Linked DNA regions of Mus musculus: all the other regions are linked to region 1. A link is a contact called in public HiChIP or PLAC-seq and Micro-C data. All regions are on one chromosome and are shown on one strand. The core of a region is the stretch at or near the end of the contact, and the rest is flanking DNA. Distances in the headings are between cores, read along the strand shown. Region 1 holds the start of Usp32 (ubiquitin specific peptidase 32). Region 2 holds the start of Znhit3 (zinc finger, HIT type 3). Region 3 holds the start of Bcas3 (breast carcinoma amplified sequence 3). Region 4 overlaps Usp32 (ubiquitin specific peptidase 32).

Region 1 (7,410 bases), core at 2,671-5,170:
AACTGACCTAATCACTGAGCCCCACACTGGTGAAAGGCACCTGAGTAAGATTCACACCTGAACTTGTCCTTAGCCTACCCATCCAAGTTCAGGTACACACACACACACACACACACACACGGGGGGGGGGGGGGGGGGGCAGGGGTGGAGGGGACAGAAGGAGGGGTGGGAGGGACTGGAAACTACAACCCAGACCTGTTGGTAAACACCTGTAATCCCAGCACTAACAGGTAGAGGCAGGCAGATCTATGTAAATTCAACACTATCCTGGTGTGTATAGTGAGTTCTAGGAGGAGAAAGTCTACATAGTTAGATCTTGTCTAAAACAATACACATACATAAAACACACACAAGTTATAAACTGATGTAACATGGTAAAATAGACATGTCAAGCAAAGCTTTTAAAATTCTCAGTATCCATGCAAACAGGCATGCTTCCTTAGATAACACATGCATTCTCTAAGAGAGGGGGAGAGACAAAACACCAAACAATGCTCATAAGATAAAAATAAGTAATTTAATGAAAAAAAAAATCAAGCTAGGTTAGTGAAACGGATCAGAGGATAAAGGTGATCACTGTCAAACCTGCTAACTTCAGTTCACTCCCTGGGATCCAGGGATCCACATGGTACAGTGAGACAATTGACTCCTGAGTCCCAATTGTCCTGTGACCTCCATAAATACACTATGGCAAGTAAACACATACAAATAAATATAATACAAACATTTTAATAAGTTAAGCCTCTTATATGCTACTCAAGATATTTATGATATCAGCCAAAAAAAATCTTCTAAAATTTGTCTAACACTATATACTTTCAGAAAAGTAAAAGTTGAAATAATTGGCAATCTGGCAAAATAGGATATAAACCCAAAATTCATCCTGATTTCTAGAGCCTCAAACAGACTAGACTGGCCTCTCACTCAAGTCCAGTGTCATCTGTCACTAACACTGTAGTCAAGGCCCCACTTTACTAGACAAACTGCCTGATATTTCTTGTTTGCATTAATGCATCAGATTTCTTTTTAATGTTGTGTAATTATGAACAGGTAGTAGGCAATGCTCATTTAAATTAAAGCCAAAGGGTCAAATAGTTCTATGAGGCTTGTTCTATACTTGTCAAATCCTATTTGCCCCAACTCACCTTATCCAATGTAAACAGATAAACAAAACTGATGCAGGTATTAGTACCTATTTATTCAGGCACCCCCAAAAGGTTCTCAAACCATTCAGCAAAAGCTTACAAAATCTTTCTGTAGTTAAAGTCTGACATCTAATTTGCCTGTTTTAAACATACCCCAGCCTACACTTAGAAACTACTTTATCACCTTGCTCCTCTTTGGTTTAATTTCCCTGCAGCAAAACTGACAAAAACAGAGGCAGGCGGATCTCTGAGTTCAAGGCCAGCCTGGTCTACAGAGTGAGTTCCAGGACAGCCAGGGCTACACAGAGAAACCCTGTCTCGAAAAAACAACAACAACAAAAAAAACCTGACAAAAACAAACCCATTCAAACAACTAAGACTTTAATTCATACCTTGATACTTCTTCAAATATGCATTTTAAAATTTCACGGGCACATTTCATAACACGTTAAACAAAAACCTTTCACCAGATCATTTTTAAATGTATTGATTCCATTTATATTTTAAAATGTACAGTCTTGCAAGGCATGGTGCTGAATGCTTTTTATCCTGCACTTGGGAGGAAGAGGCAGGTGAATCTCTGAGTTTAAGGCCAGCATGATCTACAAAATGATGTTCAGACAGTCAGGCCTACATAGAGAAACCCTGTCTCAAAAAAACAAAATACACAATCTTAATTTGATATAAAGTAAATCAACAAGAGCTGGAATAAAAGTTTAATTTTAGAATTTCTTAACGCCAGGTATATCACTGGTATTCACACCCTTAAACTTAAGGAACACTTCTGAACAGCTGTAAATCATTTGACTGTGCCCTATTTCATGCCATGTAAGCCATAGACTAATTGCCCCCAGACCTGTCAAGCTCAACAGAATTCAGGAAGTGACTGGTCTACTAGGGTTGGAAATAAATCAAGAATTTGGAATATTTCTCATACTGAAACAGAGAGAAAAAGTTCAAGTAAGATTGTACTTAAGAATAATCATCATGCAGCCGGGCGGTGGAGGTGCACGCCTTTAATCCCAGCACTTGGGGGGGCAGAGGCAGGTGGATTTCTGAGTTCGAGGCCAGCCTGGTCTACAAAGTGAGTTCCAGGACAGCCAGGGCTACACAGAGAAACCCTGTCTCGAAAAAACAAAACAAAACAAAACAAAAAAAAAAAAGAATAATCATCATGCAGATATGGTAAGGAAGAACCACTAAAAGGTGTATTTTCGCTATTCTGCTCAGCCCCAAAATTGATGCAGCTACAATTCTGTATCTTATTTTCTGTTTATTAGGTTGTGGGTCCAATGAACTTATTTCTCTTTGTATATGAACTAGATCTCATTTCTAAATCCTCACTTTAAAATGTCTTTTTCATCATATTTTAAGTTTCTATCCCAAGCTACTAAAAACACCTGGCGCATGACTGAATTTACTTATTTATTTATTTATTTATTTATTTTGGTCTTAGAAATCTGTTAACAATAATGTCTGGCCACTAATCTGCTTAATGTTTTTCACTTCTTACCAAGAAAATCCATTAAACATCAAAGAGAACTACAAGCACCACACAGACACACTCTCAAATCTCAGTCATGAAAAATTAAGTCACATTCCGGCCATAAACTGTGCAAGACACTTCCAGTTAGCACGAGCTTTACACTGACAATCGTATCAGAGTAAGTGGTAGGGGGTTGGGGGCTATTAACAACACAGTGTGAATCAGAGCCAAGAGCAGCAGCCGTTGACAGCAAGGCCAGTCTCTGAAGGGAGCTGTAATACAGTATCACAATGCTGGGTTTCCGAATGCCATTTTAAGGGAGCGAGGGGGTAAGAACTGGGAATCAAGTGTACTAAAACCGTCTGATCAATGTCCGAGGAGAGGAAACCTAAGACAAGGTCTTATGAACATCAGCTGTCTAATCTGTTCTCACCTTAAACACAACTTCACTTTCAGGTCGTTCTTAATCAAAGTCAACCGCTCAAAGGGTGAAGGATGGCAGGAGTAAATGGAAGGATAGTCATCGCCCTCAACAGAGAGGCAAAGACCCTGGGAAAACCAGAGGCTCCCTAATAGAAAAGGACTTCCAGGAGCAAAACAGAACGCCCTGTCTTCTCCTCCAGCCAATGCTGTTAGAAACCAGATTAGGATGTTGTCGGAGGCTTTTTTTTTTTTTTTTAAATGAAAGAGTGATATGAGAAAATGGCACTGAAGGATGAGGGGGCCTGGAAGGGTTGAGCCACCCAAGAACCGATGGTCAGGGCTTCCCTGCACCTAAACAAGATAACAACGCCAACCGAGTGCACCGGCAATGGCCAGCCAGCGCCCGGTACCCCCGTCACTGCCAAAGCTTCGCCCCCTCCCCTAGTGCCCCAATTCCCACACCCCGCTTCCCCTTCCACCTCCCTGCCCTCGATATTCCCACGGCTGGCCTCCCGGGTCCTTCGCCAGGCACCCCACGCCCCAGCCTCCTCTCCCTCCGGCCACCCACCCCTGGGCGCTCCGCGCTGGCCTCCCCGCAGCTCACTCGACCCCTCCCCCTCACCTCTCCTCAGCGCCTCCTCGTAGCTGAGGAATCCGATCCGTGACTCCTTGGCGCCCATGCTCCCCTCATCCCCTCGGCCGGGGGTCGGAGCCTGCTTTCGCCCCCACCCCCCTCCCGCCTCCTTCGCGGCGTCGCCGGCTGACGGTGTCGGCGTCCCCGGCCCCCTCCTCCCCCAACACTAACAAGTGCGGCTTCTGCCCCAGCGACTCCTCCCGGCCGCCGCCGCCGCCTCCATGCCGAGTCACGTGACCCGCTCCCACCCCGCCCCCTTCCCCTCCCTCCTACTCCGCCCTTCTCCTCTCTCTCCTCCCTTCGCGTCTCGCCTCACTCCTCCTCTCCTCCCTTCCGCCCCCACCCCGCCCTCCCGCCAGCACCGCCGCGGGTCACCTGACCCAAGGCCCGGGACGGTTCCGGGTAATGGCCGCCGGGGGGCCACGCTCCGCCCCACCCCACGCTAAGAGCGCGCAGGGGGGGCGGGGCGGCCTCGCCACACGTAGCACGTCATCCCTATCTTCCTGCCAATCCTAGGCCTCGAATCCCGCCGCGGCGCTCAGCTGGCCAAGAGGGCAGTGACTTCCGGGGCGCCCGAGGACGGGTCTTCCCGCCCCCCACGTTCTGGCGTTCGACGGGCGGGGCCGGAGCGATGACGGTTGGTGCTGCGGTGGCCGCGACCCACCTTGGAAGACTAGGGGAATGTTAGGGAGCAGGGGGGGTCTGAGGAAAGCGGTGCGGGCGACAAAAGGAGCGGGCAGGCGGGGGACCCCTAACGTTCGGGGGATGTTGGCAGAAGTGGAAGATGAGACTCACGGCTTCTCTGAGAAGATACCTCTTTTTCCTTCTAGAGATGGAGCCTCAGGACAGGGCAGTGGACCTTGTCGCAGTATTTTACTTTCTACGCCTTCCCATTCTCCAAACGCGGCTGCCTTAGCTTTTCTTTCAGAGGCCCAAGCCACTATGTTGGTCCATTTTTCCCTCTGAACCTGTTGCCTCCCTCCCCCAATTTTTTTAAGCCGCATTAGATGTTTTGTTTTGGGTGTTTGTTTCTGACGCAGGGTTCTGCTTTGTAACCCAGGCTGTCCTCGAACTTGTAGATTCGCGTGCCTCAGTTTCCCATGTACTGGTTCTACAAGAAACACCACACCCAGCCCTGCCACCTTCATGCTTCAACCAAACACTTGCCCTCTAAAAATGAGACAGTTCAAAACTGAGTAGCTTGCTTTAAAATACATATATTTTATGTATAATACATATGTATATAGTGTGTGTGTGTGAATTTAGTAGCATTAACATTTACATCGTTATTCAGTCTTAGTTTATCTTCAGGACTACTTGATCTAGTAGAGAACTGAAACTTTCAACAGTAATGTTGGTTCATCAAGGCAACTACATTTCTCCTGTGACTGGCTTATTTCACTTAACATGGCTCATTGTGTTGTAGCATATCAGGCATGTGGTTCAGCAATTCCACTTCTCAGTATATAGTCCCGAAGTATGTCTTTAAAGGGATGTGTGAACAGCTATTTATGCACTCAGCATTTATAGTATATACAATAGTCAAAACGTTAAAAATAAATGTCATAAGTTAGTAAACAAAATGTGGTGTATAAACACAATGGAATGTTTTTCCATTTCCTTTTTCTGGGTGGGGGAACCAGTGAGACAAGTTCTAGCAGTTGCCTGGACTGGGACTTGTGGCAGTCCTCCTGTCTCTGCCTCCAGATGTTGGAAGCCTATGCCCCACACCTGGTTCCCATTTCATTTTCACTCTGATGTGTATCTGTCTTCACCATGAAAGTCATGCCATTGGGTGGGTGGATATGGGGGACTTTTGGTATAGCATTGGAAATGTAAATGAGTTAAATACCTAATAAAAAATGGAAAAAAAAATAAAAATAAAAATAAATACTGGCAAAAGAAAACAGAAAAAAAAAAAAAAAAAAGAAAGTCATGCCATGAAGCTTCTCAATAAGGAAACATTGAAAACAATAGCTGTTTGATCTGAGGAGACTGGAGGTGCCAATTAGATCATTTAGGCCCGGCAAAAAATGATTTCAGTTCCTGAAGCCGACTGATAGTCACATGCCCTGCCAGCGAAAAGTGTTTCTCTACTTTCCTGGTGGACCAGATCTCCAGCGTGGTAGCCTTAGTCACAACACTGCCTTTTCCAGTTCTCTGAGGCACTCAGTAAGACCTGAGATTAGTTGTAGTACTAAAAGCCCATGGATCAGGAAGTTGAGGATATAATCCAAACCCTTTCATTTCCATGTGATCCGTTCAGTGTAGCCTCAGACAAAACAGTCATCCTATACAGTATGAATTCTGAAATAGATTATTTTGAAGGGAAACTAAAGCTTTCAGCTGTGAGGAGCAAAAATCCTTACGAGTTCAGATGCAAGATACAGTATGCGTTGCCGCCTTATCAAATAGTACATTAAGATGCTCTCACTTTACTAAGCACGGGTCTGGCTGTAAAACTGCACAGTTGAATTAGTTCAGAGCAAATTATTTTCTCCCCTTGTGGCACTACCCCACTCGAAAGCTGGGACTTTTGTTAGAATTTGAATTAAGAGTTAATTGCCACAAAAACATCTGGGAAGACTAGATTAAAACTTAATCAAGTTTAAAGTAATGCGTAAAACTTTCAAGACTTTGTCCTTTCCTGGGAGTGTCTGCTTGCACCTATAATTCCAGTACCTGGGCCATAGAGGCAAGAGAATCACAAAGTTCAAGGCCAGTTGCATATACATAACAATGTCCTGTCTTAAAACACAATGTATATTTTAAAAAGATTTTATTCTTGGAATACAGGCCTAGCTTGTCCCGAAGATCATAAAAATGTTTCATTCCATTATTACACATTATTAAAGAAAGCAGGGAGAATAGTTATGTCTGATGAGAATTTTAAATGTTAAACTGGGATAAGAACCCGCCTCTGGTTTGTATCACATCATGTAGTCAAATGTTAACCGTCTCCCTATAACTTAAAATTGATACAATACTTATGTTTGATGATGCAGAAAATATAGTCTTCCTGTCATGCTGAAGGAATTCTATTAATCATTTAGTTTGTTCAATTTCACTTAATCCATTGAAGAGTTAGCCAGCTACCTCACTTTAAGCATTAAGTTGTACTTAGGAAACCATTCCTTTAGCTGTAATTACATGCCTGTGAAAAGGTTATCCATACAAATATTTAAAGCATGAGAGATTAGTGTGTCATTTGTGCTTATGAGAGGGCAACGTAAATGACAATGTTCTTTAGTTTTTATTCCTGGAGAATGACATAAGAAGAGGTCAGAGTCATTGTAGTACTTGCCAAAAAACCATAGCTACAATAGAGATAAGCCAATATAATAAAGAAGGGTAGATCAACCTGATCTATGAGTAACTTGACTGCCAGAGAGGCCAGTGCCCTATGAAGTCTTGACTATCCAGTAAGTGAATTGATTTTTCAGTATTATGGACTTCTTACCTTATAGTTTACATAGCCTAAAGATGAAAACACTTGTATTATAATTGTATTTGCAGTACATCAACTATTTTATGCAGATAATACATTTCAAGATATTTTCTGCTGAGTACAGTAGAACACACCTTTAACCCAAGCACTCAAGAGGCTAAGGTATGCGAAATTCCAAGTTCCAGGCCAGCCATGTAAATGATGCTAAATGATGAGACCTTGTCTCCAAAAACAACTTTTTTTAACTCACTTTGTAGACCAAGCTGGCCTCGAA
Region 2 (7,410 bases), core at 1,533-4,032, 220 kb before region 1:
CATAGTACCCCCACTTTCACCAAAGGCAGATACACCCAAGCCCATACTAGACGTTTCTCAAAGGACACATAGCCCAACTCTTTCTGTGACTCTTAAGAACCTCTTTGAGGCACAGAAGGGGCTGTGTGCAGATCTACAACACCCAGGAGGCATTAAAGACAGACGAATCCATGGATGCATGAAATGTGTGAGTGGAGGACAGCCCATTACTGCTGGAAATCTAAGGCGACTTCAGCAGCAAGGAGGTGACCTAATTCAAAGGAAGCCTCCCACATGGGCCTAACCCCAGGCCCAGGGCCCCTCCCCAGAGCCATGCTTCAGGACGCTAGTTTGTACTCCACCCTGCTGAGGCTGCTGCTCCCCCAAAAAGGCATCCTCCTGTATCCTGTCCATTTACCCCCTCTCCTTTCCTTACCATTTAGTATCTTTGAAATCAATTGAAGTGTGTTGTTTAAACTCGACCACCATGCTAGGTAGTGGTGGTGCACGCCTTTAATCTCGGCACTCTGGAGGCAGAGGCAAGGAAGGCCAGTCTGGCCTACAGAATGATTTCCAGGACTACACAGAGAAGCCCTTTCTCGAAAAACAAACAAACAAACACAACAACAAAAGCCCCAACCACCTCACCTTTGCTCTCCTCAGACCTCACAGGAGGCCCTGCTCTTCTCTTCTCAACAGGTCGGGCTTCAGAGCTGCACTGCTCTGAGAGAGACACAAATTTCAGGCATAGCCAAACACAACCCTCCATGCCAGCCAACGAGGCCGCAAGTCCCCATCACGGCCAGTGTACTGAATGTGTACTGGGTAGAGACACACAGAGGGAGAGACAGGTCAAACCAAGCGATCAGTCAGAGAACCGTGAGTAATTCCGAGTCCAGCAGAAGGGGCGAGGAAGCCGACTGAGCTTGGACCTGGGCAAGGTGGTTGTGTGCCCCACCCTACCTTCACAGGACTTCCCCCAGGATTAATGGCAGTGACTTCTATAAACATAACACAATTCATCAACAGTTACTGTATGTGTGCACCCATGTGCCGCTAGGACATGAAGGTCATAACTCCCAGGTCAGAGGGGTTTAGTAGTCATGGAACACATGGATAAGGTAAGAAAAGTCTGCTCTAAGTCTACCTGAGGAAGCCCAGAGACTTAACGGAGCGAGCTTTCACAAGCAGAAAGCAAGCATTTCGGCAGGGATAGGTCTGAGCCTGGGGTGGGAGAAAACAGCAGAGACAGAGGGAGAATGTGCTACATGTATGCAGTGTTTACAGAGGCCAGAAGAGGGAGTCAGAGCCCCTGAAGGGGAGTCAGAGCCCCTGGGAATGGACCTACAAGTTGCCTATAGTAGGCAGGTGCTGAAAACCAAACTCAGAACCTCTGGGAAAGCAACAAGAAGCTCTTAACAGCCGAGCCATCGCTCCAGCTCCATTCTCAATAGGTCAGGAACTTATTTTAACCAGTTCTGGTGGCTCCTATAATCCTAGCATTTGAGGATGACAAAGCATGATCATGATAGATAGGCCAGCCTGAACTACATAAAAAAAAAAAAAAAAGAGCCAGTCTCAGCTGGGCCGTGGTGGCTTGTGCCTTTAATCCCAGCATTAGGAAACTAAGGCATGGGGATTGTGAGTCTGGGAGGAGTATAGAATATATAGTTCAGCCAGGCGTGGTGGTGTACGCCTTTAATCCCAGCACTCGCGAGGCAGAGGCAGGCAGATCTCTGAGTTCGAGGCCAGCCTGGTCTACAAAGTGAGTTCCAGGACAGCCAGGGCTACACAGAGAAACCCTGTCTCGAAAAACAAACAAAAACAAAAACAAAACAAAAAAAGGAATATATAGTGAATCTGAGATACTCTTTCTCAGCACAAAATAAAACAGCACTTGGGAGGCAAGAGGCAGGCAGATCGCTATGAATTTGAAGCCAGCCCGGTCTACAGAGCGAGTTCGAAGGCAGCCAGAAACCCTTTATTGAAAAGCAAACAAAGAAAGAAGGAAAATGAAAGAAGAAAAAGAACCAGCCGGGCGTGGTGGCTCACGCCTTTAATCCCAGCACTCGGGAGGCAGAGGCAGGCGGATTTCTGAGTTCGAGGCCAGCCTGGTCTACAGAGTGAGTCCCAGGACAGCCAGAGCTACATAGAGAAACCCTGCCTCGGAAAAAAAAAAAAAGAGGAGGAGGAGGAGAACCTGTCTCAAAATACCACACACAGAAAAAGAAAATTTCTCCTATTGTAAATAATAAACAACCATATTTTAAAGACAACCATTGCTGGCTAATTGACCTCAGCCAAGGCAGTTTCTGCGATAGTGAGGGGCTACACTAGAATGTCAAGATGAATAAATAGCTAAGACTTTTCCCAAGAAAGCAGCTGACTTGCTTTGGATTATTTGAGACAGGGTCTCAGTCTGTAGTCAGGCTGGCTTTGAACTGGCGGGAATCCTCCCGCTTCGGGTTCCTGGGGGCATGGGGCCTGTACGGTACAAAGAAGGAGCAAGGGCTGCGACGGTGTCCCGGGGTCTTACCTTTGTGCTTCTGAAAACAGGGGACCGAACAGCTGTAATGAGACAGACAGGCTCAGGTCAGCACGATCAGCACGAGCGGCCGCAGCACGTACCCCTTGCCCGCAGCCGCCGCCCGCAGCCCGGCCTCCCTCCGAACCCACTACCCGCTCTGGCTCACTAGGGCACGCGGCAAGTCGGGCAACGGTATTTCGGCTTCTCCAAACAGACCACACAGACCGCAGTCCTACAATTCAGCGACGCCATGACTTCCCAGAAGACACCCGCGCTCACTCTTTTACCTAAACAAGGGCCAATCACAGCGCTCCGCACTCATTGGCAGTCAGAAGCAATGGATTGATCCTGTTCTCTATTCTAGGCCTCACCTGTAGAGTGTCGATACAGTAGATGTGCATTTAGAGCTGCTGCGTCAAGGATTTTTTTCCTCTGATTAGATCAGGCCACGGAACTCAGGATTTTTCTGCCTCTGCATCCCTGACACTGACATCACAAGTGTGCACCACCATGCCTAATCAAAGACATTAAAAAAAAAAAAAAACTGTATACGTGTGCGCCTGTGCCGGGGTAAATGATGTCCCTGCCCCAAGAGAGACCAGAAAAAGATATCAGATCCAATGGAGCTAGAGATAGGCGGGTTTGAACTTCCTACTGTGAATGTTAAGACTCAAACTCTGTAACAGCATCTAGCGGTCCTTACTGCTAAGCCACTTCTCCCAGCCCAAAAGACATTTGAGGCTGAGCTGCTGACAAATGCTTGTTGAACCCCGACTGTGAGTTCTACAATGTCCAGACACTGGGGATGATTGGAAGACGGTCTCTTCCCTAGGAGCACAAGGCTTGAAGTGAAAACAGAATGGGGAAAGGACTAAGGAAGAGACTGGAATTTTAGTGTCAAGCCGTGCATTTGCACGACTCTGAAAATGAGCCTGTAGGTTTTCTTGTGCTTCATGCCACTACAAGCCATGGTGGAGTTGACTGACTGCAGAGCAGATCAGTGGCTAGGCTAAAGGAATCCAGGCTAATGAGTCAGAATAGATGGGCTATGACTAACCTTGAAGGCTACTATAGACTTTAGTTATAGACAAAATCGTGGAGTCAGTTGTGTTAAGGTCTGAGACCCTGTTGCAGGGTGTGTCACCAGGCCCTACTTGGAATCCTGTTTTCTTTAAGAAACTTGCTCCTCTCTGAAGCTCTGAATTTGGTCTAACCTAAACTCCAGCTTCCAGGACCTTAAATCATGTTCCTCTCCCAAATGCCTCCTCCTCATCTATGTGGCCCATTCAGGCTCTAGGGTCCTTTGTTGATTTGTTTGTTTGTTTTTGTTTTTGTTTTTGTTTTTAAGACAGGGTTTCTTTGTGTAACCCTGGCTGTCCTGGAACTCATGCTGTATACCAGGCTGAGCTTGAACTCACAGAGCCGGCCTGCCTCTGTTTCCACCAGCCCTGCTCTAGGGTCCCTGTTAATAAGTGTGCGCATGAGCATCTGTGCCTGCTGAGATGGAGCTGCTGCAAACTAGGCAGTGCCTGGAGCCCTGACTCCCACTCTTTGAGTGTCTTAGAGGGCTTGGTTGCTACCTGAGCCCTTTTATCAATTAAAGTGGATGTCCAGACCTAAATTCTTGAGCTATTGAAAGACAAATGGAAATCATACATATATATTTTTTAACCTGTAGCTGGCAAAAGGGTTATTTCCATGATACTCGGAAGGAGTCTAATCTCCTGGATCTCTGCTACTGACAATTTGGTCTGACTCGGTAGAAAGGATGGGAAATGAGTAAGAGTCCTTCTTTAGTATCATGGGACCGCTGGAAGGCTCTCCAGGCCCAAAACACTGTCCTTCCGCTAAATCAGAAGGCCCCTTTGGCTCTCTCTTTGCTCCCGTCAGCCCGTCAAGAGCTTGCTTAGAATCCAATACAAATTCACACTGACCCAATAACCCTTTTCGTTCCTAGTCTTCAACAGAGATGTGACCTTTGGTTTCCAGAAGGTCCAAATTAAAATGGGACAACCAGAGAAGGCCAACAACTCATCCATGATCACATTTGAATCTGTGTCCTGTGTGGCAAGGGTATAAACTGTCACAGACCACCCGGATTTGTATTGTGTGTTTGTATGTAATGGCTGAAACCGAGAATCTCTCCTACACACACTTCCTGTGGTGGAGATGCTGCTCCCTCTATTCTGGAGGTCCCTAGCTTCAGGGATCACTGTCAGACTTTCTTCAATGTCCAGGACAGGAAAGGAAGTGTGAGGGGGACCAGGTGGGGGAATACCGAGGACACTGTGAATCCAGACTCGTTATCCAGTTGACCACACTTGAGGTTCCAATGGGAGCATCCTGGCTTTCTATGAACTCCAGTTAAACCCATCTTAGATGCCGCGTACTCCTCCGCAAGAGCCTGAAGAGCAGTGAAAATCCTTGGAAAGAAGCGAGACAGCAAAGAAAGGTTTCAGAACTCAGGTACCTAGCTACTGGCAGTCAGGCGCCTGTGAGCCTCCAGAGACTCTCGCAGTGTTGCATGCCAGCAACAGGCACCGCCAGAGGGCGCTGCAGGCCGCCGTTGGATCGGTGTAGCGACTACTCTTAGAGCCCAGCACACACCCCACTTTATGCTGTAGATTAAGCTGCTGGCAGCTTAGAAAAAAAAGCTAGAGTAGTAACTAAACCGTGAAGCGATGAAAAGAGAGTCTCCTGGGAAAAAGCAGGACAGTCGCCAACCTCGGGCTCTAAATGCTAAAGGCTCTCCAGGGCCAGCTCTCAGTGCCTCTTAGCTAGGAGCTCATGTAAACTCCAGGATAGTGGCAGTCCACCTGGAAGCTGACCACCTATGTTAGCCTAATGAGAATCTAGCTGTGCTCTGGGAACTTTGGGGTTACTAGCCTAGAGCAGAGTTTCTCAACCTGTGGACTCGTGACCCTTTCACAGGAGTTTCCTAAGACCATCAGAAAACAGAGATTGACCTTACAATTCATAACAAAATTACAGTTATGAAGTAGCAACTGAAATAATGTTATGGTTGGGGGTCAGCACAACATGAAGAACAGTATTAAAGGGTCCCAGACTTAGGAAGGTTGAGAACCACTGAATCAGAATATTTATCTGTTCTTGGGGTGGGAGGGACAGAGGAAAGGAATGTAGGTTCGTTGGCTAAACATGCAGGAAGTTTTGGGTTCAAGCCTCGGCAATGCAGAAGTCTAACATGGTGAGCATGGCTGTAATCCCAGAATGGGAGGTGGAGGGAGGAGGATGGAGAATTCAAGGCTCCATGGAAAGTTTGCCTGGGATACTGAAGACTCCATCTCAGGGTACACTCTCCTCACATGTAGCACCTATGCTCTTACTAGAGGCCTGGGGTTAATAAGGCTTGGAGACCTGTGGGATGGCTCAGCGGTTAAGAGCATTGGCACATGGTGGCTCATGACCATCTATAAAGAGACCTGGCGCCCTCTTCTGGCCTTCAGGTGTATATGCAGACAGTCCTCATTTACATAAATAAATTAACTTTAAAAAATATATAGGACTGTGCTTTGCCCCATTCCAGGTCCATTCTGCTACTCTAAAATATCCATCCCGTGCAAGCACTGAATGACACTGGAAAACAGGTACCATTGGGCCCCGGGAGACTATTTCCACGATCTCACCTGTTCACATTCATTTCCATCCCACACGGGAAAGCGTAGGCTCCAGAAATGGCTCAGCAGGTACAGGTGCCAAGCCTGAAGATCCCTCCCGGTAAGAGAGAACTGACTCTGGTCAGTTACTATCCCCTGACTCCTCCATGTGTGCCTCCCCTCCACACACAATAATCAAACAGACAACTGTGAGCTTGCTGAGGGGAGTCTCGAACTTCTGATCCTCCTGCCCCAACATCCTGAATGCTGGGATCACAGGCACATACTACCACATCAAGGTTGTGTATTGCAAGCAGCCCCAACGTTCCTGAAAATTCACAGCAAAAGGGATGGACCATTGTACTCTGAGAAATTTCCAGAGTAGGTTTAGGCCGGTCCTGTCTGCCCTTGCTTAAAGCTCCGGGATTCTGTTTGGCAACTTTTTACAGAACCTAATTCACTGACTCATCCATGGGACTGGAAACTACCATGGGAATGGGTCAGAGGGAACCTGGTAAAATTCAGGTTGCAATCACAAGGGCGGGTGGAAACACAGTGTACAAACTCTAATCGTCAAGCAACCATCATTTCCTTTTCCGTTCCTCTGCAAAGTAGTTGATAGATTGAGGGTTTCTCTGCAGCGGCCACTAGGAGCATTTAATTTGCTGTCCAAACTAGGTCTCTTGTTTTTGGAGGGCTAAGAACCAAACTCCAGCTGTGTTAGTGCTCGGCTGATACGCTGACCCTGTGATAAAGCTATCAGACATGCTGGCCAGTCCTCTGACCTCCTCCTCCTGAGCACCCAGCTTCCCAGTCAAACACTCCTGCTTGTGCCTGGCTCTTCCTTTCCTACCCTCCGTTCATCTTCCTGGAATTCTCTATTTCCTCATTGGGGCAGTACATTTCTGACCCTCCCGTAACTCCCAGTAAATGTTTCCCTTCTTCGGAGAAATGTTTCCTGTCAGGCAACAGTAAGCACACATATTCTTTATTCCACATGCTTGCTAATCCACATTGCTCTGAATTTTATAGTAATTTGCATCTGCCCCCTACTAGCTAAACCCGGTCCCTTTATACACCCAATGTCCCTGGTATTCATCTCAGCTGAGATTTGTAAGCAAGGGCTTTGATACTTTTTTAGGGAAGACAGCTTTTATTCCTGTTAACTCTGGATTTGTTTGTTTGTTTGTTTGTTTGTTTGTTCTTCCTTACAGTCTTGCTATATGCTCTTGAACTCATGGTCTTCTGTGTCCTGGGAATTTCAGCCCAGCCAGAATTACAGAGAGA
Region 3 (7,410 bases), core at 2,973-5,472, 210 kb after region 1:
TCTAACACTATCCTTTTTATTGATTCTTTCCAGTTGCACACCATGCACCCCAGTCTGGCTCATCTCCCAGGCCCCTCATGTTCGTTCTTCGAACTTGCAACTCCCCCCACAGATAAAAAACAAACAAAACCCCAAAAGCATAGAAACCATCTCACCGTGGAAGCTGTAGTATGTCACAGCGTGTCCCACAGGATACCACTCTGTCCACATCTTCACTCGAAAGTGTTCAATGAATCACTGGCCTGGTTCGAGATCTCTGGCTTCTGTGACACCATCGATATTGGATTCTCATTGGGCCTTCTGTTATCCTGTTGCTACCCCGTGTCTGTGCTATGGAGATCCTGCCCCTTCAGATCAGCAGGACTGGCCCTTTTACACAACCCAACGGTTTGCAGATGGTTGAGATTTTGGATGGGCCAATTCAAGGCTCTGGATCTGGGCCTGGGTGTTAGCTGAGGTGGTTAGTGTGTGGGCTTTCCCTTATCTGTATCACCAGGGTGAGCTATGTAGGAGGCAGGGTCAGCTCTCCTGCTCTCATGCCCTTGGGGCTGGCTCACCGCTGCCTTCACCATCAGGGCTAGCTCCACTGTTTTGCCCAGGTGAGGTGCACCTCTGACCTTCCAATTTAATACCACATTTTTATGTTTTAATTTTCCTTTACTTTTCTTTGTTATATTTTTTTTAGGTTTAAAATTTTCATCTGCTTTTAATTCATTTTCTTATTCTGTTCTTTGAGACAGTCTTGGTATGTAGGCCAGACTCACCTTGGACTTGCTACCAACCTGCCTCAGTCCCTGGAATGCTGGGTTTTAGGCATGAACTACCACAACAGGTGGCAACTTTAGGGCTTTGATTTGTAGTCATTTGAAAGGTAATCTAACACACTAATGAATCTTACACATGCTCAGCTAATAATTTGTTAAAATAATACTTGGTAACAATCAGAACAAAGAACTAACTCTTCCACTGAAAATGAACACCATAGTCATGGTTAAGAAGGAAGTATCTAGATACAGTGTAATACTTACCTATGGGGGGGGGTGAGATAAGGTCAGGGGTTCAAGTTCATCCTCAGCCCTTTAGTGAGGTCACCATGCTCACTGGGAGGAACCAAAGTTGATTACTTGAAACAACCATTATCTATCACAGGACAATGCTAATGGGTGTTACCTCAGATTGGTGATAAAAGCAGATACCAAAGCAAATGAAGAGTGAGTATTCTAGGATTTCCCTTCCCTTTTATTTTTTTGAGGTACTGTCTCACCAGATGTCACAGGCTGGCTTTAAATTCACTGAGGATCTGACTGTGACATCAGATTCACTCAGGCCTCAACCTAAGTGCAGTGGTTAAATACAAGTGAACTACCAAGACTAAGCTATGACGTTTGTTTATTCAGATTGAACCTCATGTAGCCCAGGCTGGCTTCCAACCTGCATAACCCAGGGTTCAACACCTAGCCTCTCCACCACTATAGCCTCTCCACCACTATCCTTCTCTAGCTTGTACCTCTGTTCCCAGCTCTGAGTATTGATCTTTCCCCAGCACTCCCCTTCTGTATATACACACAGACACAGACACACACACACACACACACACTCCATTCCCCTCAAGTTCTGTGTTCAGGGAGACCTGAGAATAACTAAAAAGTGACACAATCTTCATTTGGAAAAGATTTTCCTTTGCAGGAGTCCTGAGCACCGTTTAGGCTCATGTTCCTTTCCTTATGTCTGCTACAAGCACATGATTGCCTTTTTCATTCATATATAGTTATGTATATTAAGGCCTTCCTTGTATAGCAGAGATTGTCTTGAATCCCCTATGTAGGGAAGAATGGCCCTGAACATAGGTTTTTTTTTTCATCTGCTAATAACGACTAAGAGGAGGCCTTTAATTTTTTAAAATCACTATGCATTTTTGGGTGTGTGTGGGGGATGCTATGTTACATGTTTGGGGGTGGGATCAGAGGACAACTTAATTTCTTTTTCCATGTAAGTTCTGGGGAGTGACCTCGGATAGTCAGGCTTGGCAGCAAGGACCTCTACCTGCTGAACCATCTCACAAGCCCTGAGAGGAGGTTTTGAGACCACAAAGGGTTAAAACTAGAAGACAGCTGTATCAGTTCATCACATGGCTACAGCATCTGCCCATTTTCTGCCTATCTCAGGAAACCCTAGAGCCTCATCCAGAGACAACTTGCCTAGTCTGAGAGAATCAGAAGAGGAAAAAAAAAATCCTTTCCTGTTGCTACTGCGGTCCACTAAGACATTTAAGTCAGGAATGTTCGTAGCCACTGGACTGTATGTCTACCTTGGATCCATGTCCACACTGCAAGTTGGAGATGGATAGAAGTAATGTTCTTATTCATAAACATTCCCACTCATTCCCTCTTCTTTTGATTCTAAGCTATGAAGAGCTCAATAAGGAAAAACGTCCCTTATCATTTGGGTGAATGATATGGTCATTTTTGGGGAGGTAACCTCAGTTGAAAAAAAAATGCTTCCACAAGATAAGATCTGGCTCTTAGGCGGGCCTGTAGGGCATTTTAATTAGTGATTGAGGCCATGGTGGATAGTGCTGTATCTGGAGTGGTGGTCCTGGAGTCTATAAAAAATCAGGCAGGGCAAGCCATGAGTAGTAAGCCAGTAAGCAGTACTTTTTCTAGGCCTTTTTACAGCTCCTGTCTCAAGGTTTCTGCCTGGTTTAAATTTCTGTCTTGGCTTCCCTCAGTGGACTTAGGATCTGTATGTCAAATAAAGCCTTTCTTCAACAAGTTTTTTGTTTGTTTATTTTTTCGAGACAGGGTTTCTCTGTGTAGCTCTGGCTGTCCTGGAACTCACTCTGTAGACCAGGCTGGCCTCGAACTCAGAAATCTGCCTTCCTCTGCCTCCCAAGTGCTCGGAGTTCGGAGTGCCCCACCATTGCCCAGCCAGCGAGTTTCTTTTGGTCTTGGTGTTTCGTCACAGCAATAGAAACCCTAACTAAGACATATGGCCATGGAAATGAGTTTTTTTGGCCTTGACCACGACCTCCAGCTAACTCTTGACACTGATGACATGCCTAAAAAGTCTACTTTAACCTGTATGATAGGCAAAGGTACTTTTACGAATTCCTTGTTGGTCATACCTAGCCGCCTAGTCCACATCTAGGCAGGAGCATCATGTCCAAATTCCAGGCCCGTTTATTATTTTTAAAAGAATTATATCTTATTAAAAAAGATTTTTTGGAAGGGACAGTGTTTTCAAACTTGGTGGCACTGGACTGGCTTAGAACTTGTTATGTACACCAGTGCTGGGAATATAGGGAATATAGTGCATGTGTTACTGGAATCCCATAAAAAGAGATTTTGGTACAGGTTACTAGGTGCTCAGGGGAAAGATATATGGGAAAGCTAGGAGTGTGATTGTGGGTTTCTTTAAGCAAGAGCTCCCGGCCTACGACTACTTGAGACTCCATGAACCCTTAAGACGTATCCAATGCCATCTTGCAAAGCCCCAGGTAGTCTTCTTAGACTCTCTATGGATCCCTATATTGTGCAACAAGTTCCCCCTTCCAAAGTCTGGGGCCTCTCCATTTCCAGATGTTCACGAACATCCATTCCTATGACAGTAACCATTAAGGACTCCAACAAAATTTCTTACAGGCCCCCTTATTCAGAGCAAGACGTACTCAGCAGGGGACTGAACACGGACTGCCAGCCTAGACTCCCGGAAGGTAAACACAGCGCCGCGGGCGGGGTGGAGGGCGGGCTCGGGCAGCCTGAGTGGTCAGGTAAAAGTGATTGGCAGCTGCCACGTCCACGTGCTTTTAGCTTCAAATCAGCTGTCGCGAGAATTCGATGTAAACACACCAGTATACCTGGCTTCGGGCTCCTCGCTGGAGACTTCTGGCTGAGGTCCGCAGGTATTTGGTGCATGTAGCGTTTCCTTAAAACAGAAAATCCACCAAGGTGCCTCTTCCAGGCCCGCAGACACGCCTGCCTTTTCTCCCCTGCCGCCTGCATTCACAACCGAACCTGACCCACCCGCTTCACCCGAACTTCCATACTGTTGTGTTTTCCCTCCAGCCCCAGCGGATTGGATGGATTCTGAAGGCGGGTCCGCCTCTTTCCTACTCGCTGGTTGGCGAAGCTGACCTCCAAGGGCGGTGCCGCGCCGGGGCCAGTTTGCTCCTGGGATTGGCTGATGCGGTGGTTCCGCCGAGGCGTGGTAGGAAGTGCTAGCCGTCAATCACGAGGGAGACTCCAAACAGTGAGCCTGAAGCTGGAGAACAGCGTTTACCGGCGGAGCGGCCGGTGAGAGGGCTGGCGGGTCTTTGGCTTAGGGGAGGTTTGGAGAGGGAAAGGGACAGGCAGCATGAGGAAACAGGGCTTGACCAGCCCCAGTTGACGGGGAAAGGTGCTGAAACTGGAGGAGAGCTGGGCAAGAGGCCAGAGGGCGGCCGGGGGCAGTGGTGGTAGGGCTTTGGAGGTGAAGTGTGGAGTGTTGTTCCCGTGACTTTGGGGAGAGTGGGGCCCGAGGGGCTTTCGAGGAGCTGTTCTCAAGTGACAAGGCCTTTAAAGGACAGAGGTGGGGAGACTGGTTCGGGTAATAGAGGGTGGAATGAAGATGAGAGTACTGAGGGGTCTGGTGAAAGGTACTGCCTAAGAAAGGGGTAGCTGGACTAGTTGGGACAATGGGTTGTTTGGGTTGTATAGGAATGTGGGGATCAACAGTTTGGGGTTTTTCAAATGAGGTGGTACAGTGAACCCTTCTTAAAAGTGATGCTTTTAGGCTGTGGGCTTTCCTGAGCCTTGTAAGACATCTTTAGTTCTGTTGCCAGTCCCCCTTTAACCATAATGAAGCAGACTCTGTACTCTCCAAACCACCTCTATGATTCAGAAACTCATTAGATAGTCAAGGTCTGGGACTTACTTAGACTGTGGGAAAATCCAGAGGCTCCTTATATTATACGAGTTTATATTCCAAATTTGTTTACACGCTGGTGATTACGTTACAATAGCTGGAGGTTAAAATATTATTTAAATGTGGCTACACAGTTTTATCTGTCCTCAACAGATTTATCTGAAGGCAGAGTGGTATCCTGTTACGTGTATTTGTTCTGAGGCTCACATGGGCCATCTGGTCTTTATATGGCTGTGCCCTTAAGGTTGACTTTGAACTCCTGATCCTCCTGCCTCTGCCTCTCAGGCATGCATATGCATCACCACCTGTGACCAGCTTTTTAAATTATTATTATTATTATTATTATTATTATATTTTTAAAAATAAAATACTAAGAATCTCAGGCTTACATTGCCCTTGAACTCAAGGCAATTTCCTTGCCTCAGCCTCCTGGGAACTGGAACTGCTGGTATGTTATGTCCCACTGAGCTTTATATTTGCATTTCTTTATTTTTCTTTTTTTAAAGATTTATTTATTTTTATATATGTAAGTACACTGTCGCTGTCTTCAGATATACCAGAAGAGCGCTTCATAACCCATTACAGATGGTTGTGAGCCACCATGTGGTTGCTGGGAATTGAACTCAGGACCTGTGGAAGAGCAGTCAGTGCTCTTAACCCCTGAACCATCTCTTCAGCCCTATATTTGTTTTTCTAAGTGATCCTGTGTTATATAGTTCCCATTTAGTTCTCTGTCTCTTTTCCTCCTAGTTATAAATTATAGGAAGATTCTGCCAAAGACTGAACTGTCTTGACTTTCAGATACTGCATAGTTCAAGGTCAGCCTCAATTCCTGGGTAAGACCCTATCTTAAAAAAAGAAAAGTAACTTCCTGGGTGTGGTGGGTACACACCTATAATCCTATCAGTTGGGCTGGCAGGTCTCTGAGAGATCTAGGCCACAAGTTTCTGGGAAAATTCATGGTTTGTCACAGTTTGGCAAAGGGATATTTAATGAATAATCGTACACCTCTCCTTCTGACACTTTTCTTTTCTCTGGAAACAGGTCTCATGAATGAAACAATGGCTACAGATTCTCCTCGGAGACCCAGTCGTTGTACTGGCGGAGTCGTGGTCCGCCCTCAGGCCGTCACGTAAGCTGAAGAAAGCAGTATTCTAGAAAACAGTTCCCACTCAGAATATCTGTTTGAGCTGGGTGGTAGTAGCACATGTCTTTAGTCCCAGCACTTCGGAGCCAGAAGCAGATCTCTGAGTTTGAGGCCTGCTTGGTCTACAAAACAAGTTCTAGGCCCGCTGGGACTACATAAAGAAACCCTGTCTGAAAACAAGCAGACTCTCCTCCAAAACTCCCAGAGTGTCCATTCGGATAGTGGTTGCTTCTGTAAACACTTTGCACTTTTTGTGTATTTGGAAGGCTATAGTAGTAGTAACAAGGCTTCACAAGAAGGGAACACTCTCAGTGGGGCTGAGCTTGCCGTAAGCCTGAGGGGCTGAGTTTGATCCCTGGGTCCCACAGGTTAGGAGGAGGGGACCAATTCCAAGTTCATGGCCCATACCCCCCCCCCCATGCACCACTAAATAAGTAGATAAATAAATAAAAAATAGTATAATTTAAAAAACTTAAAAGAAGGTTTACATTTTGAGTTCATCTTTAAAGGCTAGAATTTGGATACTTGGACTCAGCAAAGACAATAGAATAATATAAGAAACAGGCAAACTGCTTTTTCTTTGGGATTTTGAGACAAGTTCCTATTTGTTTTAACAATTGTTATATAGCAGAACAGATCCTGCCTCCATCATTCAAAGCTGAGATTCCAAATATGTGCTGCCAATCCCCACTCCCAGGTTCACTCCCAGGTTTTTTTTTTTTTTTTTTTTTTTTTTTGAGACAGGTTCTTTCTATGTAGCTCTGGCTAGTCTGAAACACACTATATTGACCAGGCTGGTCTCAAGATCCCTACCTCCAATTGCTGGGATTAAAAACATACATTGCCATGTCCAACCTTTTTTTCTTGTTTTTTCCAGACAGGGTTTCTCTGCATAGCCCTGGCTGTCCTGAAACTCACTTTGTAGACCAGGCTGGCCTCGAAATCCACAGAAATCTGCCTGCCTCTGCCTCCCGAATGCTGGGATTAAAGGCGTGCACTACCACGCCCGGCTTTTTTTTTTTTTTTTTGAGAGGTGTTTTCTGTGTGGTCCTAGCTGACCTGACAATGACTTATCCCAGGCTGTCCTTGAACCAGTGGCTGTCCTGGCTTGGCCTTCCAGGTGCTCGGATTACTGACATGTGCTGTGCCTTCTGACTTTTTGTTGTTATTTGTTCATCTTGTGTTTTTCAAGGCAGCATCTCACTATGTAGCTCTGACTGTCCTAGAACTCTATGTAGACCATGCTGGCAGTGATGCCCCTGCCTCTTGCCTCCTGAGTCCTGAGGTTAAAGGCGTGGGCTATTATGCTCATCTGGCTTTTACGTTTTAACTGTTTTAGGATATAGTCCACAGTGTCTTCA
Region 4 (7,410 bases), core at 3,198-5,697, 140 kb before region 1:
ACTAATTTTTATGTATTCTTTGATTCTCAAAATACTCAATGTTGGGCTGGTGAGATGGCTCAGCAGGTAAGAGCACCCGACTGCTCTTCTGAAGGTCTGGAGTTCAAATCCCAGCAACCACATGGTGGCTCACAACCATCTGTAATGAGATCTGACTCCCCCTTCTGGAGTGTCTGAAGACAGCTACAGTGTACTTACATATAATAAATAAATCTTTAAAAAAAATACTCAATGTTATGAATATGTTTGATTTATAAAATGCATTTAAATAATAAAAAATTTTAAGAAAAAAATCCTCAAAAAGAAAAAAAAACTCATGAGAAAACAATATACTAGACATTAAACCCTAATATAAAACTCATTTGCATATACATATGTAAGAGACTTATCATTATGTTTAGTGACACTGTTGTTTTGGAGTGAGTACAGGAGAGTAAAGTGGATCGAATCCCTCATGAACATTAGGCAAGTAGTCTACCATTGAGTCACCTCAGTTTAATGAATGTTCTTTTTTCTGTGATGGCAAGAAAATGAACAGCAAACTTAAAAGAATAATGATTTGTTGATACAACCTTTAATTTCTGGCCAAAACTTTTGGGTCCAGAGAACCAGTATGATATGCTTTGGGACAAGAAGGAGTTAAGTTTCAGAAGAGAGTGCCAAGGCTAGGCGTGTAAATCAGCAGTAGAGTATTTGCCTAGGGTGTTTTGGGGCTCTGGCTTCAATCTCTAAAGGAAAATCTTAAGTGCAAACAAAAAGAAAGAGGAGCATAAAGGTGGGAAGGGTGAAGTAGAACAGAGGACTGAGAGAAGGACCAAGACAGCAGCAGTCAAGGGTTCCCTCCCCAATCTCATACTCTTGCCTAAAACCCAACGAGCAATCAAGAACCATGAGCTGAGACGAGACTTGCTTGTCTCTATTATGAAAGAGAAGGTAGGAAAGGCATGCCATCAGTGACATGAAGGCTATCTGAGACTTCACATATGAATATGAAGTTTTTCTTCCAAGGCAGAGCCTGGACTACAAACCCACCAATGCCTGCTTCTTCCTGTTAGAGTTCCCAGTGCTCACAGGTGAACTGCTTCTCCTCACCCAAGGGAATTTCCTGTTAGCTTTCTCTAAACTCTTGGGAACACTGGGCTGCTTGGTTTATAAATTGGCCATTTCATTTACTCCAGGTCTTCAGGTGAGACTTTTTCCCTACAGAGGAGATAGCTGAGTCACAGGCTGTCAAATATGTCAATAAACTATCAAGGTTGGAGTTCATCCCGCAATGAAGGCTTTAATATAACACTATCTGGTCTAAAGAATCCCATTTAGAGGAACTTCAGGGGAAAAGTATGTTTTTGTATTTAAAAAGATAATTTTTTGGGGTCACTGGCTCTGAAAACAAATACATAGTAACAATGAACTAACAGTCTCTCAGGCTATTTCTGTTTCTCTGTGACAGGGTCTGGTTATGCACTTCAGGGTTTGCACTGCCCACCCTAGGTAGCCAGGTGGCCTCAAACTCCTGATTTTCCTGTTTGAACTTCCTGAGAGCAGGTATTAAGAATGTGCTACTGTGGCCAGCTCTCTTAATATCTTTTGAGCTGGTCACCTTAAGGAAAAGTGGATATGCTACAGAAACATGGGTGGATACACACACCTATAATCTTAGCACTCAGGGGGCTAAGTGGATCACTATATTAAGACCAGCCTGGGCTACACAGTGAGATCAGGTCTCAATAAAACAAAAAATATATTAAGTTAGGAAGAAAGTTCTGTTTATAAAGTGCTGGCCATGTGTTCACATGAGAACTTGAGTTCAATCTCTAAAAACGAAAACAATACGTAAGTGTGGTGACATGTGCTTGAAAAGTCAGTGCTGGGAAGGCAGAAGGACAGATCTTTTGGGCTCCATGGTCAACTAGCCTAGCCTAACTGTTAAATTTCAGATTAGTAAATGAGACACCTTGTCTCAAAGCAAACAGATAAAATAAAACTAAGGTAGACTGTTACTGAGAAATCATACCAGAGGCTGACCTCTGGCCCCTAACATCAACGTACACAAACCAACCCTATATCGGGGCTGCCTGCTTTGCAGAAACGTAAGTGTACAAAATATCTGTGATGTCTCTCTTTTCATAGCCAGTGAAATTTATGTTTATTCTCTTAATCATGGATGCTTTATGACATGCTACGACACTAGTAAAGAATACTGGTTTTGTTTGTTTGTTTGTTTGTTTGTTTGTTTGTTTTGACTACTTGGGACTATGAAAGTAGTTGAGAACTGAAAGACTGATAAAATTTTTGTGTGACACTTATCAATACAATTTCCCTTAATGATAAAAATTTACTTTACCTCTTGGGCTCCGTGGCTAGATCCTCTACTATTCAAATAATATATTATTTATGAAAACCCTCTTCAAACCTTGTTAAAAACATAGAAATCTTTTATTACTTTTGTTTTTATTCTATTTTAAATCATGTATATGTGTGTGTGTGAATGTGCACATATGAATTCAGGTGCTTGTGGGGTCCAGGAGAGTGTTTGAATCTCCTAGAGTTGGAGTTACAAATGGCTGTGAGCCACCTGGGTCCTTTGAAATAGCAGTAAATGCTCTTAACTACCGAGCCACCTTTACAACCCCATATGTAAAATATATAAGCAATATAAATATTAATTAAAATTTAAAAATTTTTTGAGACAGAATCATATTGTATAGTTCTGGTTGGCCTAGAACTTTCTCTGTAGATCAAGATCTGCCTGTCTCTGCCTCTCTAGTTCTGGCATTAAAAGTGTACAAAACTCTGCCTGGTCTTTCATATTCTTCTAAAACAAATTTCCTTGTTTTATTTATCTGTCTTTTTGGCCACAGTATATGTGGCCGTCAGAGGACAATCTGCGGGAATCAGTTGTCTCCTTTCTACCATGTGGGTTCTGGGGATTGAACTTGGGCTGTCAGGCTTGGCTGTTCAGTACCCTTATCTGCTGACTAATTCATGGCCCTATATCCTTAAGAAAGGAAACCACCATGAAGATATTGACCCAGCATGGTGGCACAAGCCTTCAATCAATCTTTGGTTTTGTTTTGTTTTTCGAGACAGGGTTTCTCTGTGTAGCCCTGGCTGTCCTGGAACTTACTCTGTAGACCAGGCCTGCCTCTGCCTCCCAAGTGCTGGGATTATAGGCATTTGTCATTATGCCTGATATTTAGTGCTAGGGGTCAAAGCTAGGGCTTCATACATACAAGGCAAGCACTCAACAAACTACATTACATCCTCAGTCCATACTATTGGGTGTTAAAAAGCCCAAATGATTCTCAGCAGTCTGGAGTGCAGGTTCTAAACCTGTAGCTTTCTGTTAGGTGTGGTGTCTTTAATCCTAGCACTGTGAGTCCGAGGCTAGCCTGGTCTATGTGAATTTCAGGACACCTAAGGCTACACAGAGAAACCCTATCTCAAAAAAACCAGACAACTAGTCAAACAAACAAACAAACAAACAAACCACTTGATGCTAAACAACAAAAACACCCAAAACCTTACCCATAAAACTTGGTATGTGTGGGTAAAAGCACTGACAAGTCTGTTCAATTCCCAGAACCCACACTATAGAAGGAGAAAACCAATTCCTGAGCTTTGTTCTGTCTCTCTCTCTCTGTCTCTCTCTGTCTCTGTCTCTGTCTCTCTCTCACACACACACACACTTAAAAAGTGGGGCTGGAGAGATGGTTCAAAAGGTTAGAGCATTGACTGCTCCTTTAAGAGGATCTGGTGTTCAATTCCCAGGAACCAATGGCAGCTCAAAATTGTTTTAACTTGAGTTCCAAGGAACTTCTGGACTCTGTGAGTACCAGGAACACAGTGATGCACAGACATAGATGTAGGCAAAACATCTAAATACATAGAAAGATTAAAAAAAGAGAACACAAAGTTGAGAGAAAGAGACCTGTTGTAGGAAGTTTTGAGGAGCTTGAAAGAGGAGAGTTGAGGGGGGATGTGATCAAAATACATTTAATATATCTATGAAATTATCAATAAATAATATTAAAAATGTTTTACAAAATTAGAAAACTGGTATCTTGTTTCGTAGTAAAAAATCAATAATCATTTTCAGTGACTACATAATAATTTACATAAAGAATACATTATACTTTATTTAACCATACTTCTAATATGGAATAAACACATTTCTAATTATTTACCATTTTAAATGATGCTACATAGCGAAAAGAATATTATTTCCCAAGGAAAATTCCTAGATGGGAAACCACTGAAATAAAAAAAGTAATGCAAGTGAGTAATAACCCCAATTGTGTAGTACACTCTTACATGACCTTCTAAGCTGGGGCAGGAACCACATTTAGTAAGAACCCAGATTAGTCATGTTTCCATTCCCCAGTAAGATGAGAAATCTCAATAGCTCCAGAGTTCCCACTGTGTTGTATCATTGAAAGTGGAAGTGGGTGAGAGTGACAGGTTGCATGTAGGCGCTTCCTCTAAGTGATGTCCTCCACAGCCTCTCAGCTTGCACAACAGGCTTGTTAAAAAGGGGAAGTAGTACAGATGGCTAAATAATCTATCTTTGATAGGATCCTTGTCGGGATAATGTCTTGTTATAATTTGTGATGACAGAAACTTGTAAATCTGTCCATTGCTGAAATTTTCCATCTTCAAAAAAAGCATGGCGGGCTGGTGAGATGGCTCAGTGGTTAAGAGCGCCGACTGCTCTTCCAAAGATCCTGAGTTCAAATCCCAGCAACCACATGGTGGCTCACAACCATCTGTCAGGAAATCTGATGCCCACTTCTGGAGTGTCTGGAGACAGCTACAGTGTATTTACATATAATAAATAAATAAATAAATAAATAAATAAATAAATAAATAAATATTTTAAAAAAGCATGGCTAAAGTTTCTGAAATGCCTTGCTACAGTGAGCCTGACCTATATCTTTTCACATTTTCCTTAGCTTTTAGCCTAATATCTTTCTTCCTCTTTCCCTGTTTTGAGACAAGATTTTATGTAACACTGACTGGCCTTGAACTTGCTGTGCATTCAATCTAGGCTTTGAACTCCTGATCCTTCTGCTTCAACCTCTTGAGTGCTAGGATTATAGGGGTATACTACTTCTCCCAGCTGAGCATAGTGACCGTTTGGTAAGAGTACGTGGTATGCCAGGCAGTGGTGGTACATTCCTTTAATCCCTGCACTCAGGAGGCAGAAGCATGTGAATCGCTGATATCAAAGCTAGTCTGGTCTACAGAATGAGTTCCAGGACAGCCAGAGCCACCCACCCACCAACACACACACACACACACACACACACACACACACACACACACACCCTGCTTCAAAAAACAAAAACAAAAACAAATCCACAGTACATCCACTCTTGGGTACAAAGATCTGGGTTTGCAGTGGTAAATTTGGGGATCTAAACAAGGAAGCAGGCTAGTACTGGTAGTCCTCCCATTCCAAAGCAGCATAAATTAAAGCTGGTGAGATGGCTCAGAAATTATTTGATTCTGAGACTTACATGGCAGGAAAAAGATGTTCTCTCAAGTTGTTCTCTGACATCTACATATATATGTCCCACCAAATAATAATAAATAAATATATTAAAATAAAGAGCCAGAAAAATCAGTTACTATTACTGACTTACCTAAAGAAATACTTTTTATAAATAAATTTCTGACAAGTTAAGAGGCATATAATAAACTCAGTACAATCCATTAGAAACCCCTTTGATTTTGTGTACATCTCCACTAAATTCTTTTTGGGTTTTCCTTTTCTTTTTAGATGCTGGGGATTTTAATATAGAGGTCTGCTCATGCCCAGTGGAATTACAGATATGCCTTACCTAATACTCTAAAAAGATATTGATATTTAAAATTATTTATTTATGTGTTATGTGTATTTCTCGGTGTGCATATCTGCACAGAGGCCATAAAAGCCTCTGAAGCTGGGTTCACTGAAGCTGGGGTTGCAAAGGGGATGTAAACCATCTGATGTGTGTGCCGAAACTGAACCCAGGACCTCTGTGAGTGCTGCAAATACTCTTAACTGCTGAGCCATCTCTCTAGCTTCTGAAACTTCCTTTAAAAATCTTAATTTTTTAAAAAAGATTTGTTTATGTGTATTGGTCTGGTTGGCATACAGTGTGAATGCAGTGCCCGTAGAAGGCAGCAGAGTGTTCTGGACCATCTGGAACAGGAGTTGCAAACCCTGCTATTATTTGGCATGTGGTACTGGGAACCAAACCCAGGTCTTCTCCAAGAGTAGAAGTGTTCCTGTTGAGCCATTTCTTTAGCACCACCCATAAACTTAATAACACTGTTTTGTTCCAAGATTTGTTATTAATATTTCTATACTTAATACCCTAATACAATTGATTCTAGAAGTTGGGGGGCAGAGAGCCAAGCAAAAATGTCAGTATATTAAGTACCACAGAGAATGTAGCTAGCTGTATTTCTGACTTTAGTTTGTTATGATACAGTTAAACTGGGGAACATTACCCACCACCCTATGGCCACCCCCAGCACTCACTCTTTCCTGTGATGTTTGATAGCGGAGGTGAAGGGCTGTAGGGTCCCAATCCACAGCAATACAGGCATTTCCAATGAAAGCTCTGTCTTCTCCACAATCGATTTTACAGCCTCTGCAAAATCTAAAAGGGGAAAGCATTCACAGAGGAATAAATAATAAGGAATTAAGATGTTCTTCAATGTCTCTTGGCTTCATAATTTGTCAAATTCTAGCTTTGGAATCTGACAGATGTAGTAACATTAAGTTAAGAATTTCAGGAATCATGTTTATAACGTCAAGTCTTTGGTTTTATAAAGCACTTAACAGTTGTTAATATATAGAAAGATACGAGTTTTATGGCAAGTAAAATGATACAGAAACTAACTGGTATTTAATATAAACTGACTCAAAAGAAACTATAAATTCATTTCTATAATGTTGTAAGATGAGAGATCTAACAATGCTTATCTGTTATAAAATAGCACCTTAAGTAGATATGTATACAAATTTACAGAGGCAGGTACAAGGACAAGACATAGTCACGGCTCTAATGGCTACCACACTTCGTTTATTGTTATGTCTATTACAGCTTCCTAAAATCTGACTTCATTACTATCAGATACTGTCCCTAAGGAATTAAGATGTTCTCAATTAGAAATATTCTTCAATGTCTCTTGGCTTCAAAATTTGTCGAAGTCTAACTTTAGAATCTGTCCCAGCAATGACCCATCAAAGACTTGTAAAACCTCAGGAAAGATTACCAGCCAGGTTAGTGAACAGATTATGTTCTATTGGCTTAGAAAGAATTTTTGGACTAATAATAGACATGTATATATGACTGAAGCCACAATGCTTCAGTCTGAGGAGGCTGAGCACTGGATATTGAGATCAGCCTAGCAACA

The links. HiChIP or PLAC-seq counts read pairs in DNA pulled down with a chosen protein or histone mark. Hi-C and Micro-C count contacts between places; a contact is called where the count stands out from the background.
Region 2: a CTCF HiChIP or PLAC-seq map of the NIH/3T3 cell line shows a contact between it and region 1, with 13 read pairs. The contact joins the promoter of Znhit3 here to the promoter of Usp32 in region 1. A contact is called at or near these places in 13 of 39 promoter capture datasets (the 3T3-L1 cell line, 3T3-L1-derived adipocytes, HPC-7-derived erythroid cells and 9 more), 1 of 15 datasets of contacts at CTCF or cohesin (the NIH/3T3 cell line), 15 of 484 Hi-C or Micro-C datasets (B cells, CD4 T cells, the G1E-ER4 cell line and 8 more), 19 of 115 datasets of contacts at active chromatin or transcription factors (the 230-238 cell line, the NIH/3T3 cell line, the SCID.adh cell line and 13 more) and 4 of 9 other capture datasets (adipose tissue, embryonic stem cells, liver and 1 more).
Region 3: a Micro-C map of embryonic stem cells shows a contact between it and region 1, with 4 times the contacts expected there. The contact joins the promoter of Bcas3 here to the promoter of Usp32 in region 1. A contact is called at or near these places in 2 of 39 promoter capture datasets (cranial neural crest and neural stem cells), 10 of 484 Hi-C or Micro-C datasets (CD4 T cells, CD8 T cells, embryonic stem cells and 2 more), 8 of 115 datasets of contacts at active chromatin or transcription factors (effector CD8 T cells, embryonic stem cells, extraembryonic endoderm stem cells and 2 more) and 3 of 9 other capture datasets (adipose tissue, liver and pancreatic islet).
Region 4: a contact with region 1 is called in an H3K4me3 HiChIP or PLAC-seq map of bone marrow-derived macrophages, with 2.4 times the contacts expected there. The contact joins the enhancer-like site here to the promoter of Usp32 in region 1. A contact is called at or near these places in 4 of 484 Hi-C or Micro-C datasets (erythroblasts, granulocyte-monocyte progenitors, nephron progenitors and 1 more), 4 of 115 datasets of contacts at active chromatin or transcription factors (bone marrow-derived macrophages, embryonic stem cells and fetal liver) and 3 of 9 other capture datasets (adipose tissue, liver and pancreatic islet).

The regions. Positions count from the first base shown.
Region 1 is chr11:85,136,035-85,143,444 of GRCm38.p6, forward strand. Usp32 (ubiquitin specific peptidase 32) reads right to left here and starts at 3,921. Exons shown (of 34, transcript NM_001029934.1): 1 at 3,677-3,921. The coding sequence starts at 3,734. It also overlaps a transcript of 1700125H20Rik not described here.
Region 2 is chr11:84,913,584-84,920,993 of GRCm38.p6, forward strand. It overlaps Znhit3 (zinc finger, HIT type 3), which reads right to left and starts at 2,783. Exons shown (of 5, transcript NM_001005223.3): 1 at 2,673-2,783; 2 at 2,516-2,547; 3 at 628-702. The coding sequence starts at 2,758.
Region 3 is chr11:85,348,942-85,356,351 of GRCm38.p6, forward strand. It overlaps Bcas3 (breast carcinoma amplified sequence 3), which reads left to right and starts at 4,223. Exons shown (of 24, transcript NM_001166643.1): 1 at 4,223-4,292; 2 at 5,947-6,034. The coding sequence starts at 5,952.
Region 4 is chr11:84,999,279-85,006,688 of GRCm38.p6, forward strand. Usp32 (ubiquitin specific peptidase 32) reads right to left here. Exons shown (of 34, transcript NM_001029934.1): 29 at 6,530-6,650. Among named protein-coding and RNA genes, the nearest start is that of Car4, 45 kb to the left of the region's middle. Within about 2 kb of position 4,448, at least 52 of the 459 cell types and tissues checked have an H3K27ac peak or open chromatin away from gene starts, as enhancers often do. A contact at or near this core is called in bone marrow-derived macrophages and erythroblasts, where this site is marked.